Linked DNA regions of Mus musculus: region 2 is linked to region 1. A link is a contact called in public Hi-C data. All regions are on one chromosome and are shown on one strand. Each heading gives the region's core, a stretch centred on a gene start, on an enhancer-like site or on the middle of the called end of the contact. The rest is flanking DNA. Distances are from core to core; before and after follow the strand shown.

Region 1 (5,855 bases), core at 887-3,386:
AAAACAAAGCAAAACAAAACAAAAGGTTTTAAAGAGAGAGTGGTTAGGGTTTGAAGGTTGGTGGGGAAATAAATGGACGTTGGAGTAATGCTAATAAGAACTGGGTAATAAGGAAGAGTAGGAAGTGGGACTGTAAACAGAACGTATTACATGTTCATATATATAAATCTCAAAGAAAAATTAAATAGAGACCATTTTATATTGTTTTTAAGTAGCTTGTGATGGTTTGAAGGAAAATGACCCCTACTGTCTTATGAGTTTGAATACTTGGTCTCTAGTTAGTGGAACTGTTTGGAAAGAATTAGGAGACATGACCTTGTTGGGAGAGGTGTGCAACTGGTGGTGGGTAGGCTTTGAGGTTTCCAAAATTGCCACTTCCAGTGGACCTCTGTGCCTCCTGCTTGTGTTTGGAGATGGTGTTTTTCAGTTGTTACTGCCACCATGCCCATTAAACACTTCTTTAAGAGCACAACAAGGAAAGACAGCTAAAACATTTCTAATTCAAAATTAGATACATTTCTAATTCAAAATTCAAATACATCATGGCATCAGGGCACTTAATTATTTTTGTCATCATCTAGAAAGACAAAAGCAGCATTTGACATGTCAATATGAATGGGGGAATCTCAAGAGACCATACCACCAAACAAAGAGCTACAGTGAATTAATATCTGTAAAGAAAGCAAGAATTAGCCTTCTCCAGGGTGAATCCCTTAATAACTCTTCTAATACCAAGTAGTCAGTTGTAAAAGCATATCAATACAAACACACACACACACACACACACACACACACACACACGTGTGTGTGTGTGTGTGTGTGTGTGTGTGTGTATACATGTATGCTATAATAATAATTAAAGAAAAAGATTCCATTAATTTGAGTGGGGGACATGAAAGCAGTTAAATGGAGGAGAGAGTGGTGGTGAAGGTGAAATGATATTTTAAGTAAAGTAAAATAATTTGTTGTTAACAATAATATGATAATTAACATTATTATTTTATAATAATAAAAATCAGTGGTGGCACATGCCTTTAATCCCACCACTTGGGAGATTTCTGAGTTTGAGACCAGCCTGATCTATAGAGTGAGTTCCAGGATAGCCAGGTCTACACAGAGAAACCCTGTCCTGAAAAAAACCCTAAATAAATAAAGATAAAATAAAATAAAATTTTGAATCTTGGTAGCTTCTGCAATTTATCTCAAAATATAAGTAGAACAGACTGGGTGGCAGGGCTCAAACTATATTCTCATGTAATTAGTTTGACCTTTTTCTTATATTTGGACAGCATCCTTACATTTATGGTAGGTATAAAGACAATATCAGTGATGTACTTTATTATTGATGCTATTATTTGATCCCCTTCACTGGACCAAAGTGAATGTTTCCAAGATGCTATAAAAATTCTGATGGTTCAAACTGAAGCCGCCTTGAAAGAAAGACAGCATCCTTTGTTCTTTGGGTAAGGGAACAAGACATCCAATGCTCAATGAATAGCATGGTTGCCAGACATCTGCCATTTGCCTCATAATGGGACCAACTCCAAGGTACAATTGTCCTATGGGACCAAGCAGAAGCCTTTGTCTAATTGAAAACACATTCTTCATTGTTCTTTTCCTTGTCCCATTCTTCTCTCAGTACTCTTTGCCAAAGTGTTTACACTCTTTCCCTAAACCCTTTCCACTAAAATCTATGTTTTGTTCTTTAATAAACTCATCCTATGATACTATACCTGTGTCTCATTCATCTCAGAATGTCATTTACTCATTCCTACCTCACTTGCTGGTACTGTATCACATGCATAATTCTGCCTAGATTTCATCTGGTATGAAGCAGATCCTGAAGGAAGCAATCACTAATGGATGGGATCTGCTCATTTGACCATTATTATTTCTATAATTTTGGCATGGAATACAAGTATATCTTGTATTAGTGTTACCAGCATGAATCAGAATGTGTAGGGAAGTGAAATAAGGTTACAGTGGATTAATTTAATCACTATGTAAGGTTTTTATAACTCTAGCGAAGCAGTGTTTTTCCAGTGTTTCAATTCTCAAGCAGTCCTAATGTCCAAAGTCTCTAAAGTAATTTTTGAAACTCTAATGGGAGACCATTACTTCTTTGAGAGAGATGACTCTACAAAAGAATAATGCTACAATTCATGGCCGTTACTGCACAGTGGCACGTAGCTAAAGCTGTCAAAGAAGCTTCTCTCTCTCTCTTTTTTTTTTTTTCAGTACAATGCTAGGAAATTGTGCTGTGAGAAATCTTGCCATGAAGCCAAGAGGTCACAACAATACCTAAAAATCTAAGCAGCTCAATCTGTTATAAACATGCTTGAGTGAAATGAATTTTTCTGGGCGTTTATGACATCACAAGAAGCTAGAAAATTATGAGCTGTTTTGATTTGTGAAACTATTAAAAACATGAAGCAGTTTCTTCTCCAATTTCCCTTCCACGGCGACTCCACCTCTGCTCCATAGCCCCACTTTATATTGCTCACTGTAAGAAAAGTAAAGGGAAAAACTAAGTGGGCAGCCATGAACTTACAATATGTTCTTTGCTGAAGATACAGCACACTGAGTGGCAAAACAAATGTGTATGACTTCTGCATTTAGTCTTCCAGACCTTAAACTGCAGTCCTTCAATCTTTGGTTGGTTTACTACTTCTAGGGGAGATGATCTCAGGATGGCTGAGTAGGAAACTATTGCCTGAGCTTTTGTCCCCGCTGGCAAGAACACACTCAGGACAACCGGAATCATCTGCGGCAAAAGGCTTTATTGCTTACTTCTCAGGAGGAAGACCCCAAACCCAGAAAATGGCGCTGCTTATATAGCCCGCAGCATGACGTTTCAGCACCTGATGTGGCGTGACAGCTCCTGATTCGTTGCTTGCCCATCACCCCATTACTACGCCCCGGCCCCGAGATGGGCAGTGACTAGGCTTGAATTCACTCTTGCACTTGCACATAAGGCTTGTTTACTAGTTAGGCGCAGTGGAAGCCAGCGCCATCTTATAATGGCGATTGCTCACGGCACGGCTCTCCACAGGAAACCAAGCTTTCTAACACAGAAAGTTAATTAAAACCCACTCTTCTTCTTTCTTCTTTTGGAAAATGCAGAACTATGATAACCCTTTAGAGATAAATAGGTTGTTGTCACTGTAGGCTGCAGATTGACACACAACTCATAAGAGGGATCCAGAAGTTTGGAGTTGTGGTTTAAATGGGAACATCCTCTTCTCCTGCAGGCTCATATATTTAAATTCTTGGTCCCTGTTTAGGAAAATGTTAAACTGTAGGAAGGATTAGGATGCATGGCCTTATTGGAGGAGGTATTGATAAGGAATTTTGAGGTTTCAAAAGCCCAGGTTCAAACAACCCAGTCTCTCTCTGTTTCTCTGTTTCTGGCTCTGTTTCTCTCTCTCTCTCTCTCTCCTGCTTGTAGATATAAAGTTATTAAATCATGATTTAATGCCCTTGAACTATAAGCAATCTCATTTATTTATTTATTAACTTTTATTTACTTATTTTATTAGATTTTTTCTACATTTATATTTCAAATGTTATTCCCTTTCCTATTTTACCCTCAAAAAACTCCCTATCCCATCTCCCCTTCCCCCTGCTCACCTATCCACCCACTCCCACTTCCCTGTCCTGGCATTCCCCTACACTGGGGCATCAAGCCTTCTCAGGACCAAGGACCTCTCCTCCCATTGATCTCCCATAAGGCCATTCTATGCTACATGTGCAGCTGGAGCCATGGGTCCCTCTATATGTACTCTTTGGTTCGTGGTTTAGTCCCTGGGAGCTTTGGGGGGTACTGGTTGGTTCATATTGTTGTTCCTTCTATGTGGCTGCAAGCTCCTTCAGCTCCTTGCTTCCTTTCTCTAGCTCCTCCATTGGGGACCTTGTTCTCAGTCCAATGATTGGCTGAGAGCATCCACCTATGTAATTGTCGGGGATTGGCAGAGCCTCTCAAGAGACAGCTATGTGAGACTCCAGTCAGCAAGCACTTGTTGGCATCCACAATTATGTCTCAGTTTGCTGACTGTATATGGGAAGGATTCCCAGGTGGGGCAGTTTCTGGATGGTCATTCCTTCAGTCTCTGCTCCACACTTTGTCACTGTATCTCCTCCCATGGGTATTTTGTTCCCCCTTCTAAGAAGGTCCAAAGTATCTATACTTTGGTCTTCCTTCTTCTTGAGTTTCATTTGGTCTGTGAATTGTATGTTGGGTATTCTGGGCTTCTGGGCTAATATCCACTTATCAGTGAGTATATACCACATATGTTCTTTTTTTTCTTTGTTTTATTAGATTTTTTTAAATATACATTTCAAATGCTATCCTGAAAGTTCCCTATACCCTCCCTCCACCCTCCTCCCTTACCCACCCACTCCCGCTTCTTGGCCCTGGCATTCCCCTGTATTGGGGAATATAAGGTTTGTAATACCAAGGGGCCTCTCTTCTCAGTGATGGCCAACTAGGCCATCTTCTGCTATTTATGCAGCTAGAGATATGAGCTCTGGGGGTATTGGTCAGTTCAGATTGTTATTCTACCTATAGGGTTGCAGACCCCTTCAGCTCCTTGGGTGCTTTCTCTAGCTCCAACATTGGGGTCCCTGTGTTCCATCTTATAGATGACTGTGAGCATCCACTTCTGTATTTGCCAGGCAAGGGCAAAGCCTCACACGAGACAGCTATAACAGGGTCCCTTCAGCAAAATCTTTCTGGCATATGCAATAGTGTCTGGGTTTGGTGGCTGATTATGGGATGGATCCCCGGGTCGGGTGGTCTCTGGATAGTCCATCCTTTTGTCTTAGCTCTTTGTCTCTGTAACTCCTTTCATGGGTATTTTGTTCCCTATTCTAAGGAAGAATGAAGTATCCACCCATTGGTCTTCCCTCTTCTTGATTTTCTTGTGATTTGCAAATTGTATCTTGGGTGTTCTATGTTTCTGGGCTAATATCCACTTATCAGTAAGTGCATATCTAATGACTTCTTTTGTGATTGGGTTACCTCACTAAGGATGATATCCTCCAGATACATCCATTTGTCCAAGAATTTCATAAATCCATTGTTTTTAATAGCTGAGTAGTACTCCATTGTGTAAATGTACCATATATTCTGTATCCATTCTTCTGTTGAAGGACATCTTGGTTCTTTCCAGCTTCTGGCTATTATAAATAAGACTGCTATGAACATAGTAGAGCATGTGTTCTTATTACCAGTTGGAACTTCTTCTGGGTATATGACAAGGGGAGGTATTGGTGGATCTTCCGGTAGTATTATGTCCAATTTTCTGAGGAACCTCCAGACTGATTTCCAGAGTGGTTGTACAAGCTTGCAATCCCACCAACAATGGAGGAGTGTTCCTCTTTCTCCACATCCTCGCCAGCATCTGCTTTCACCTGAATTTTTGATCTTAGCCATTCTGAATGGTGTGAGGTGGTATCTCAGGGTTGTTTTGATTTGCATTTCCCTGATGATTAAGGATGTTGAACATTTTTTCAGGTGCTTCTCTGCCATTCAGTATTCCTCAGGTGAGAATTCTTTGTTTAGCTCTGAACCCCATTTTTAAAATGGGTTATTTAAATTTCTGGAGTCCAGCTTCTTGAGCTCTTTGTATATATTGGATATTAGTCCCCTATCAGATTTAGGATTGATAAAAATCCTTTCCAAATCTGTTGGTGGCCTTTTTGTCTTATTGACAGTGTCTTTTGCCTTACAGAAGCTTTGCAATTTTATGAGGTCCCAATTATCAATTCTTGATCTTACGGTGCAAGCCATTGCTGTTCTGTTTAGGAATTTTTCCCCTGTGCCTATATCTTTGAGGCTTTTCCCTACTTTCTCC
Region 2 (5,121 bases), core at 1,723-4,222, 85 kb before region 1:
TAGATTAAATGGTATCTTCAGTGAAAAAAATATTAAAATTATTGTTTTTTTGTGTAAAATTAAGGCAATTTGGCTGGATTTTTTTTCAAAGCTTATTTGTATTGTCTGCGTGACGTGTGTATGTGTGCATATTTGTCTGCATGTCTTTGAGGGGCAGAGGTCAACACCTAGGAGTTTCCCTCTATCACTCTCCACCTTATTAGAGAAGGTTTTTTAATGGAATCTGGAGCTTCCTGGGTAGTCTGGCTGGCCTGTGAGATCAGGGGGTCCTGGGGTCTTCGCTGTGCTGCACTACTTCCAGCACCAGGGTTCAGAGGTGCTTTGCACGATTGGCGTGGCGATTGGCTTTTTTTTTTTTTTTGGTGGGGTTGAGGGATCTGAAGTCAGGTACTCATGCTTACACAGCAGCAAACCCTTTATCAGCTGATCCCTTTCCTCAGCTTGAGGTTCAGCTGAAAATAGAGAAGTGGTAGGGAAACAAGATGCGCTCACAGTTGAAGTCTTAGATAAACACTGAACCACATTTCACAGATGTGATAGTAAATCACTGAGGGAAAGAAGGTTTGGCCTAAACATGTTAGAAATTTCCAGGTTGTAGTCTGTGTGATTGCTCTGTTGGGTGTTGTTTTTGTTGTTGCTGTGGTTTGTGAATTTGTTTTTTGTTTGGGAGGATTTTTAAACTTGTTTTTGCTATCAAAGGCAATCTGTTCCCTTGAAGGCTTAATCAGTGGTATCATAGAGCAGAGCAAAACCTCATGTATTGATAAAGGGAAGATGGTGGTAGATGGGAAGGTACCTGCTTGATTATTATTATTAAGATGTATAGATTATAGATTTGGGTTTTTTTGTTTTGTTTTGTTTTGTTTTGTTTTTCTTTTTTTTTGGTGTTTTGAGACAGGGTTTCTCTGTATAGCCCTGGCTGTCCTGGAACTCACTTTGTAGACCAGGCTGGCCTCAAATTCAGAAATCCGCCTGCCTCTGCCTCCCGAGTGCTGGGTTTAAAGGTGTGCGCCACCACACCTGGCTTATAGATTTGTTTTTAAGACATGCTATAAAGTAGGAAACAGTTGTATTGGCTTTAGTTTGTATTAAGTTGTCAATCTGTATAGATGTTTTCACTCTCAAAGTTTTGTTTCATAGCTACTGTGAAAATAGTCCTTCCATTCCACTTCATAGTGTTGACAATATCAAATGAGACAATCCATATGGAATTATTTTATACACTTTTATTTTGAGAATCAGTTTGTTTTAATTTTTATATTTTTCCAGTTATCTAAGGTTGTTTGACAGTTTTGCAAGTTTATATAATGATTTTAGTCACTTTTTTTTCTCCTCCTTTCTTGTCCCATCGTCCCCTACCTGGCCCTCCAGCACCCTTCTCAATGAGTGCAACACCACTCCTACTTCTGTGCCTATGTTTTGTATGTAAATTCTTAAAGGTTATAAATAACAACTATAATTGTATTTGATATGCACACATAGCAATCTAAGCTAATGATCTGTTGCCAAGTAACAAACCTCCAGGTATTTGTTTAATTAATACTGGATTTCTGAGATCTCCAGATAAGATGACAGCCTAGACACTGCTTCTACGTGATGTGGAGGAGAACAGCCAGGATAAAACACAGTGGACTATACACCGAAGAGAGAAAGAACTTTAGACATTCATCCAGTGGGTGGTAGGGCAGCTGAAAAGTAAAAAGAAACACAAGGGCAGACAAAGAAACTGACACAGTCAACAGCAATTCAAGTCCAGAGGCTCAGATCATTGTCCCAGGGAGGAAACAGGAGTCTTATCTAAAAGCTGACCTTCCTGAAAAGACATGGCCAGTTCTAACCACAGGGCAGATGCATGGCTCTTGTAAGACTCAAATACAGTTACAAGTCTTGTTGAGAAAGTAATTCCTTTAGAGAGGAGGCTCAGAAATAGAGAGGAATTGAACCCTGTCAGTTTCCTAGGGTCAGAAGGTTGAAACTAAATGTTATCTTGAGAGGGTGCCTAGAATTTAAAATGGATCTATTCTGGGACCTGGAGAACAGGGAATAATTTTGTCAGGGGACCTGGTTCATCATGGTACAATCAGTGTACTATGAGAGCAATAGAAGATAATGGTGGAGTGTGGGAGGGACAGGTAATGCATTGGAAAGTTAGCTGTTGGTGTCTAGGTGCAGATCCTGCCAACGGAGAGTGGCTTTGGTAGCCCAACTGATAGCCCTGAGCTTGACAGCAGTGGATAAATCAAATCATCCTCTAATACCATCGGTCTGTTATAAGATTCATGTTTTTAACACTAAAGAGTTCCAAGGAACTAATGGGCTAGCCACCCACAAAGACATCCCTTCAGCACAGTGGTGACTGCTTAGTGGATCTTGAAAGTACAAAGACAGATCCAGCTACACATATCTTAGTGCTGTGGTTGTTTACCCCACTCTCAATACACTGCAGAGACACTGGCTAGAACATCATCCTGCCAAAAGGAGTCTAGTGGAGGTGGAAGAATATGCCTACAGACTGCAAGGCTAAGTATGCCTGTAGAGGCCTATGGTATTCAACAAAGGGAAGCAACTAGAGAGAAAGCAACATTGACTTTTCATCAGTAAAAGTTCAGCATCAATATAAACGATAGGGAATCCTGTCTCAATGTAGAGCAGGTTCATTACTGCCTCTCCTCATCTTGTGCCTTGCCTGCAACTTGAGTCTCTCCTGTGCTTCTTTTCTTGATAAGTTACATGTTTGAAATAAACGTCTGCCCCTCTGAGTGTTTTTTTTTTTCTTTCTTTAATGAAGAACTGGGTATAAGTTATGGGCAACCATATCTCAGCCAGAATGTCATCATACCTTGACATTTTTTTGTCATATACATTAGTCCATTTCTTATAGTTCAGCCTTATTCAAGGTCTCAGGACATGGGCACATTCAGCCAGATTATTTGCCAAAATACAACTAGAATGACATGAGTCTTAGTTTACAATAGCATCATTGTTCCTTTCTGTGGGCATTTTGCTCAGCATTTCTGTTTTCTGTGCTCTCACTGGAATGACACAGAGAGCTCTGCTTACACCATTTGACATATATTCTTGACCAAAGTTTCAAACTCCATTCCCCCTTCTTTCTAAAATTCACTTCCAAAGGTCTCAAAAATCACACGGTCAAATTGTCACACCAAGAGCCCCACTTGCTGATAGCAAAGTTTTGTGTCAGTTACTATCTTGTTGCTGTGACAACATAATTGACAAAAGCAACCTGAGGAAGAAAAGATTTAGTTAGACTCACAGTTTAATACAGTTCATTATGGTGAAGAAGGCACTGCTGCAGGAACTTGAGGTAGCTGGTTTGGAAGCCGAGTGTCTGTGCTTAATGCATTACCTCATTTTAATTCCCTTTGCAACTGCAGCTCATGGAAAGGTATCATCCCATTTGGGTTTCTGATCAGTTAACCTCTAGATAATCTTTCACTGATATGCCAAAACATTTGTTTTCATGGTGATTCTAAATTCTAGCAAGTTGACAGTCAAAATTAACCACCATGAATCTGTGGGGAGCGGGTGTGGCGGCAGTCCCAAAGAAACCAGGGACTGCAGCTAAGTCGTATGACTTGCACCTGACTTCCTCATATAAGCCACAAACATCTTGAGAGCTGCGCAGGTGTACTAGGATACCTGTGAATCCATTTTGATGGAGATATGCCCCTGCTGCCCTGATTAGCTGAAGCTGCGTGCCTGGTGAGGTGGCGTGGCTTGCTGTGCGTGGATGGGAACTGAGAGTATAAAAGAGTGAGAGGCCCAGGGTTCGAGGGAGATATAAACAAGGAAGATATAAACAAGGGTGATATAAACAAGGGAGATATAAACAAGGGAGATATAAACAAGGGAGATATAGATAAGGGAGATATAAACAAGGGAGATATAAACAAGGGAGATATGAACAAGGGAGATATAAACAAGGGAGATATAGATAAGGGAGATATAAACAAGGGAGATATAAACAAGGGAGATATAAACAAGAAGAAACAGGACTGAATAAACGTGTGCAGAAGGATCCTGTTGTAGCGTCGTTCTTCCTGGCCAGTTGGGTGCGCACAAGATGAATCTACAAGACATATGCTGAAGAAAATACAGTTTCCTCAACCAAGGAATTTTTTTATTGGATACTTTATATTTCAAATGTTCTCTCCCTTCCCAGTTCCCCCCTACCCCCACCGGATACTCGCTATCCCACTCCCCTACCCCTGCTTCTATGAGGGTGTTCTTCCACCCACTCACCCACTACCCCTACCTCCCTGCCCTCAAATTCCCCTACACTGGGGCATCTATCTAGCCTTCATAGGACCAAGGACCTCTCCTCCCATTGATGCCTGACAAGGCCATCCTCTGTTATATATGTGACTAGAGCCATCGGTCCCTCCATGTGTACTCCTTGGTTGGTGGCTGAGTACCTGGGAGCTCTGGGGGGTCCAGTTGGTTGATATTGTTGTTCTTCCTATGGGGTTGCAAACCCCTTCAGCTCCTTCAGTCCTTTCTCCAACTCCTTCACTGGGGACCTCACGCTCAATCCAATATCAACCAACAAATCTTGAAACTAGATGTCCACATATAAACTAATGAAACTAGACCCATATTTTCTTCCCTTTACAAGTTCAAAATAAAAATAATAGTTTAATGTAACACTCCAAATTCTAAAACTTTTAGGAAATACCAATAGGGAAATATCAAGATTCAGCAATTGACAGGTACTTTCCAAAAAACTGCTTCTAGTAACTAGGAATAATCCCCAGAGTTGACAAATGGAGTTGTGTGAAATTCAAGGTTTCTGTACAGCAAATTAAAAATTGAGCAGAGCGAATTTAGCCTACAGAATTTGAGAACATCTTTTCAAAATCCATCATATCATATATCAATCATCTACCTACTGTCTATTATCTATTTATCATTTAATATATTATCTATCTACACATCTATCTATCTATCTATCTATCATCTATCTATCTTCCTATCTACTTGTCTGTCTGCCTGTCTTGTCTGTCTGCCTGTTTGTCAGAATGGTCTGACACTTGCTATGTACAATAAGCTAGATTCAAACATCTGAAAATCCTTTCATCTCTTTCCACAAACTACTGGGAT

What was found. A called contact is a pair of places that touch in the nucleus more often than the background predicts.
Region 2: a contact with region 1 is called in a Hi-C map of cortical glia, with 2.4 times the contacts expected there. The contact joins two enhancer-like sites. A contact is called at or near these places in 5 of 484 Hi-C or Micro-C datasets (brain, cortical glia, forebrain and 2 more) and 2 of 115 datasets of contacts at active chromatin or transcription factors (embryonic stem cells and neural progenitor cells).

What each region holds. Positions count from the first base shown.
Region 1 is chr15:9,800,357-9,806,211 of GRCm38.p6, reverse strand. No RefSeq gene overlaps it. Among named protein-coding and RNA genes, the nearest start is that of Spef2, 54 kb to the right of the region's middle. Within about 2 kb of position 2,136, at least 13 of the 459 cell types and tissues checked have an H3K27ac peak or open chromatin away from gene starts, as enhancers often do. A contact at or near this core is called in cortical glia, where this site is marked.
Region 2 is chr15:9,886,987-9,892,107 of GRCm38.p6, reverse strand. No RefSeq gene overlaps it. Among named protein-coding and RNA genes, the nearest start is that of Spef2, 140 kb to the right of the region's middle. Within about 2 kb of position 2,972, at least 10 of the 459 cell types and tissues checked have an H3K27ac peak or open chromatin away from gene starts, as enhancers often do. A contact at or near this core is called in cortical glia, where this site is marked.